Regions from separate parts of the Arabidopsis thaliana genome. Here region 1 is linked to region 2. Evidence: chromatin contacts called from public capture Hi-C data. All regions are on one chromosome and are shown on one strand. Each heading gives the region's core, a stretch centred on a gene start, on an enhancer-like site or on the middle of the called end of the contact. The rest is flanking DNA. Distances are from core to core; before and after follow the strand shown. Region 1 holds the start of AT1G08270 (vacuolar protein sorting-associated protein). Region 2 holds the start of LIG1 (DNA ligase 1).

Region 1 (2,700 bases), core at 156-2,655, 60 kb after region 2:
GTACATTAAAGTAAAAGAGTGTGCTGCTGAAGCCGAATTTCTTGATCCTGGGCCATCCTTCATCTTACCTAATGTAGCTTGCAGGTATTATTTGACCAAAACAAATGCTCGTGATTTAAATAAGCATTCTTGTGATTGGCTACGTCTAGTAATAGAGAAATTGTTTTCCGAAATCGAGTTGTCTTTTGGCCACAAACATAAATCCCTGCGAATCCCCTCCTTTAGAGACATCCTGGTTCACCCTTGTGGTGATCATCACATCAAATCTACACAGCAATATCAAACTTGCAACACTAAAGAAAAGAAAACTTAGACCCCTAAATCCTAGACAATAAATACTTGACTTTTTTGCAGTAGTAAGCAGTAAGACAGCTGGAAATGTATACACTGAGTTTTGATTGTACTGTTTTTCTTGTTGCAGCAACTGTGATGCCTACAGAGACCTAGATATATGCAGAGACCCAGCACTGTTAACAGAGAAAGAATGGTCATGTGCGGATACACAATGTGGGAAGATATATGACAGAGAGCAGATGGAGAGTAGCCTTCTAGAGATGGTGAGACAGAGAGAAAGAATGTACCATATGCAGGATGTAGTGTGCATTAGGTGCAATCAGGTGAAAGCGGCTCATTTGACAGAGCAGTGTGAGTGTTCTGGTTCCTTTAGATGCAAGGAGAGTGGGTCAGAGTTCAGCAAGAGGATGGAGATATTCATGGATATAGCAAAGCGCCAGAAGTTTAGACTGTTAGAAGAATACATCTCTTGGATCATATATGGCCCTAGCTATTAACAAAACAATAGAGAAAGACATCGTTTATAGGTTAATTGATTTGTGCATAGGTTTACAACCTTTTTCAAGCTCTCAAATATTTACCGGTGAAGAACTGTGGAAAATTCACAGGCAAAATCACAGCTTCCTTTAAAGCTTGTTTGGCACTTTCAAGCCCAGCAACAACTGTCCACTTAACGTTAGGCTTTTCCCTTATAATAGCAGAGTTTAACCCAGCTCGAAGCTTTGATTCTTCTCCATCTCCTCCGTCTTTGGGCTTAGTCTTAGGCTTCGTAGCAACCGCTGCGTCGCCATTCGATCCTTTCCCCGATCCAACTTCAACTAATACCGCACGAATTTCCTCAGCACGACGGAGATACTCGTAGAACTTGTCGGTGATGGCATCTCTGATCCTAGGGTTCTTCTCATATTTGAGATAGATTTTGAAGTATTCAAGCGCGTTCATGTACAAAGGAAAAGCTTTGTTGTAGTTACCAGCATTGTCCTCTTTACCGCTTGTCTAACGTACTCGATCGCTTGTTCTTTGAAATTACTGTACATATTTTTTTTAGGGTTTATAGAAATAAATTCCTTCAATCATAAAATTGAATAATTTATCGAAAAAAATCAGATGATTAAAGAAACCCTAGGAGAAGCGTGGTTGATCCATGATCAGAAATTTAAGGGAAAGCAGAGAGTTTTGAAGTCGGTGAGGCTAACAGAGAGAAAGGAAAATTTTGATTTTTTTTTGACGTTTGAAAATAGAAACAACAGAGTGTTTGTGTGTAGAACACAAAGACGTCCAGGCGTCTGAGTTTCTAACTGTTTTGATGAATGACAAGGAGAATACTCGCTGGTTTTAATACCGGACCAAAAATGGGTTTAAAAGGTTCATTTAATGGGCTTAAATTTTGTGTGTCCAACGACTCCAATAGGGTTAGGCAAAAGACGCAGACATAGAACCTAATTGACAAGTCTCTCTACGTACGGCTAGAGAGAGTAATACCCGAACCAGATAATGGTTTCCCAAAATAACCTCTTTGTATATGATTTATGAACCCACTCTTTCTTCTTTAATCTTTCTTTCTATAGCGCAATTAAGATCATGGCTTGCACCTCCAGAAAAAGAAAGAGAGAGAGAGAAGTAAAGAATGATTAGTTTATTGAATTGGATCTTTCGTCTTTCTTCAGATCTCCTCCATTTAAGGACCTCCCCATATCTCTCTCACTCACCACCTTCCTTTAACTTCATTTGAAAACTTTCTTTCCCTAACCAAGAAACCAACAATGTCAATGTCGTCTCCTTCTTTTTGACTTCAATTTTACATTTTTTTATGTTTTAACTTCCTTGCTAATTTAGAATCATGAGTTTTCTAAAGCTCCTGTGAAGATTTTGAATACAGATTTCTCAAAGTTCTCTCCTTTACCATTAGACCCGTTAATGGATCCGACTTCAAAATCCGACCCGCGCCGTCAATTATTGGGGGTTTAAAAGCTTCCGACTTTCTTTCTTTCTCATCTATCACGGCGGCGTCGATGAAACGATCCGTTAGACCTCTCTTCAGTGCTCTTCTCTTCGCCTTCTTCGCCGCTACACTCATCTGCAGAGTGGCGATTCGTCGGAGCAGCTTCTCCTTCGCTTCCGCCATCGCTGAGCTTGGTTCCTCCGGTCTCATGACTGAAGATATTGTATTCAACGAGACATTGCTCGAGTTCGCCGCCATTGATCCCGGAGAACCTAACTTCAAACAGGAAGTCGATTTGATTTCCGATTACGACCACACTCGGAGAAGCCACCGTCGACATTTCAGCTCCATGTCAATAAGACCAAGCGAGCAACAACGCCGTGTGAGTAGAGACATTGCTTCCTCCTCCAAGTTTCCGGTAACGCTTCGTTCTTCTCAGGCTTATCGTTACTGGTCAGAGTTCA
Region 2 (2,705 bases), core at 171-2,670:
ACGGATAAGCAGAAAAATAGTGGCGGTTGATGCATACCTGAAGTAATCGTGTTAAGTAAAGAGGTTCACAGTCTGTTGTCGCCACAAGAAGTGCCTTCATTCGATTCTTCTTCTTTTCATTACTATCTTTTCCACTTTCCTGTAATAGTTAACATGCAATAGTCCCACTCATCTTCTATGCAGTCAGACAAAAAGACGGTTGACTGAATCTCAATTGAAAGCATAAACAAAATTTCAAGCATTCAAAAGCCACAAGGTTATAAATACCTTAGCAATTTGTCGAAACGTATCGAAAACCTTGACAACAGTCAATGGTTCGGGCTTGAACATCATAGTCTGAGTCGAACGGCTTCCTTTTGCTACAAGTCCCAAGTCTCCCAGTTCCTATAAATCAAGTTCAATTTCAGAACTGCTAATTTTCTTATTCAAAAACCTTATAGCAATTCCACACCAGACAAGCTCATTGAATTACAAGGCAACAAAAGTTTTAAAAAGTCAACATACCGTATTCTGCTTCTTAACATGATCCTCAGTTCTACCAAAAGCCTCAGAGATAGCCTTGATAATTGTACTCTCACCAATTCCCAATTCTACACCTTCATGAGCCGGGGCAATCTCATTCGCCGAAAGATAAACAGTAGCGACCAAATCCTCAGGAGTAGTGGCAATAACAGTTCTCAACATGTTACACAGAATATCAGTAATCACAATCCGGCCACTTTCATTTGAGATCAGATCAAAAGCCAATGCGACAAACAGAAACGGAACTCTCTCCCCTTTCTCCCAGCAAGACATTTTTTCAGGATCGAAATCATTCGGCTTCTTCTTCAGCAATCCAATTTTGCTCTTCATTTCGTCTGTCTTGCTCAAAGTCTTAGCCTTTTTCGCTCCCGTCTTTGAATCCTCCGCAATTGACGATGTATCCGATCTGGGATTTGCAGAATCAGAAACAGGCTCCAGCAGATCCTCCGTTTTTGGAAGTGTACCTTCGGAAACAATAGTTTTGCCCAAATTAGCATCTTGGGTTTCTCCAATTTTCCTTTTGTTCGGCGAGCGAGACAAATTAGTTGTCTGGGGAGTCTTCTTCTTGGCGGCTGCACGAGCATTGGACATGAGAGCATCAAATGCAGAAGGGCGGGAAGAAGACATGGCTCTATGGCACGAGCTAAGACGCAAGTGGGAAATTTGGCGGCTAAAAGAGATTAACACGGAGGAGAATTGAGAGATTTGGGTTTTAGTACAGAGAGAAGGTATGCATCGGAGGTAATTCGACGATCGAATCGCTAACATCAGTCGATTTTGAAATTAGGGTTTTAGAAAGGACAGGTGTTGCAAGTTTGCAACCTTGAAGAAAGGTGATAATATATTGGCGGCAGAATTTCTCACCCGCCACTCTCTCCTTTATGTTGGGCCAAATTAGGACCACCTGAAGAAGCGGGCTAAGATATCTTAAGATGGTTCGGATTTGCCGAAAGAATACGATTTTTTATCCAGAGTTTCTACCTGTAATTACTAATTAGGGTTAGTCCAAATCTTTAATAGATCCCAATGATCAAATTTTATTTTTTTGAAAACTTCAAATTTGGACAAAATTGTGATGATTATTTCAAAGGTTATTGTAAATATAATATTTTATAAATTACATCAAATGCTATCACTAATGGATACTCATACACTAAACTGTGCCCTAGTTTTAAATTTTTGTTATTGGGCCTTTTTATTTTATGTGGGTCTATGATATGGAAAAAATATCGTTATAGCCCAATAGACAGTATAATGTCAGCCCAAACGTGACGCGTATGGTTATCGAACTGTGAAATCTAAGTATCTTACTCATTCGCACAATGAGCGCGTAGACGCCACCTATCCGAAATCCATGCGAAATTGCTGTTTTCCGTAAAATTAAAAAATTAAGCGCGTGAAGGGCTGTTTACGAGTTCCTCAACTTTTAATCTTTATCTTGTTTAATTGGCCAATTAGGATACAAATCTTAGTGTAGAATTAAAATAAAACACATATTTCAATAATTTAGTGGTTGCACATGCACCCTGTATTTCTTCACTAAATCCGCCTGTTAATTTGTGGGATCGATGATTTACCTTCTCATCACCTAGTATATGTATTTCTCCCCTATACATGAATGATGAACATGTGTTTTGTAGTCCTTACAACACAAAAAAATCTATTGTGTGCTTCCTATAAGATCCGTTACACTTTGTTTGTAAAGGATCTTAATTTCAATAAGGAAAATAAACCAAGATTGAAGCTAACTCAATTTCAGGATAAATGCTTCTCACTCTTGTTGTTGGACGACTAACACGGAGGCTCTAGAAGGAAAATATTCAGATGCTAACAAATCTCCAATGACTCCAAGTTCTTCGAATTCCATCCAATCCCCGAGTCCTCTGGTGACTGTAGTACCAACCCCACTTCTTCGACCGACTATGAATAGATCATAGTCGTAAGACACGGAGTGCAAAATTTTGGATGTCTCTGTGCCATCTCCCACCGTCCAGTCAATGATGGTTGACTTATCTCCAGGCCTTTGGTCTTCATGACGGTTCATGTCTACCATTTGGCTATGAATCCTCAAGCTACTCTCATCGGCATAAGACGTAGGGATCAGACGCAAGACCGTTAGAATCACTTGTTGGTTACCTCTCATGTGGTCAGCTAATGCCAGGGCCTCTTTGTCGTCATTCCCA

Evidence for each region. Capture Hi-C pulls out chosen DNA fragments and counts their contacts.
Region 1: a contact with region 2 is called in a capture Hi-C map of seedling, with 1.8 times the contacts expected there. The contact joins the promoter of AT1G08270 here to the promoter of LIG1 in region 2. A contact is called at or near these places in 3 of 26 Hi-C or Micro-C datasets (callus and root) and 1 of 3 other capture datasets (seedling).

The regions. Positions count from the first base shown.
Region 1 is chr1:2,606,102-2,608,801 of TAIR10.1, forward strand. AT1G08270 (vacuolar protein sorting-associated protein) reads right to left here and starts at 1,406. Exons shown (of 3, transcript NM_202063.1): 1 at 876-1,406; 2 at 582-784; 3 at 168-467. The coding sequence starts at 1,236. The coding sequence ends at 747. It overlaps TIL1 (DNA polymerase epsilon catalytic subunit), which reads left to right. Exons shown (of 49, transcript NM_100699.6): 48 at 1-84; 49 at 422-791. The coding sequence ends at 791. It overlaps AT1G08280 (Glycosyltransferase family 29 (sialyltransferase) family protein), which reads left to right and starts at 1,776. Exons shown (of 1, transcript NM_100701.3): 1 at 1,776-2,700. The coding sequence starts at 2,307.
Region 2 is chr1:2,546,526-2,549,230 of TAIR10.1, forward strand. It overlaps LIG1 (DNA ligase 1), which reads right to left and starts at 1,421. Exons shown (of 17, transcript NM_100689.5): 1 at 505-1,421; 2 at 268-384; 3 at 38-139. The coding sequence starts at 1,290. It overlaps CHX6B (cation/H+ exchanger 6B), which reads right to left. Exons shown (of 4, transcript NM_179279.3): 4 at 1,971-2,705. The coding sequence ends at 2,294.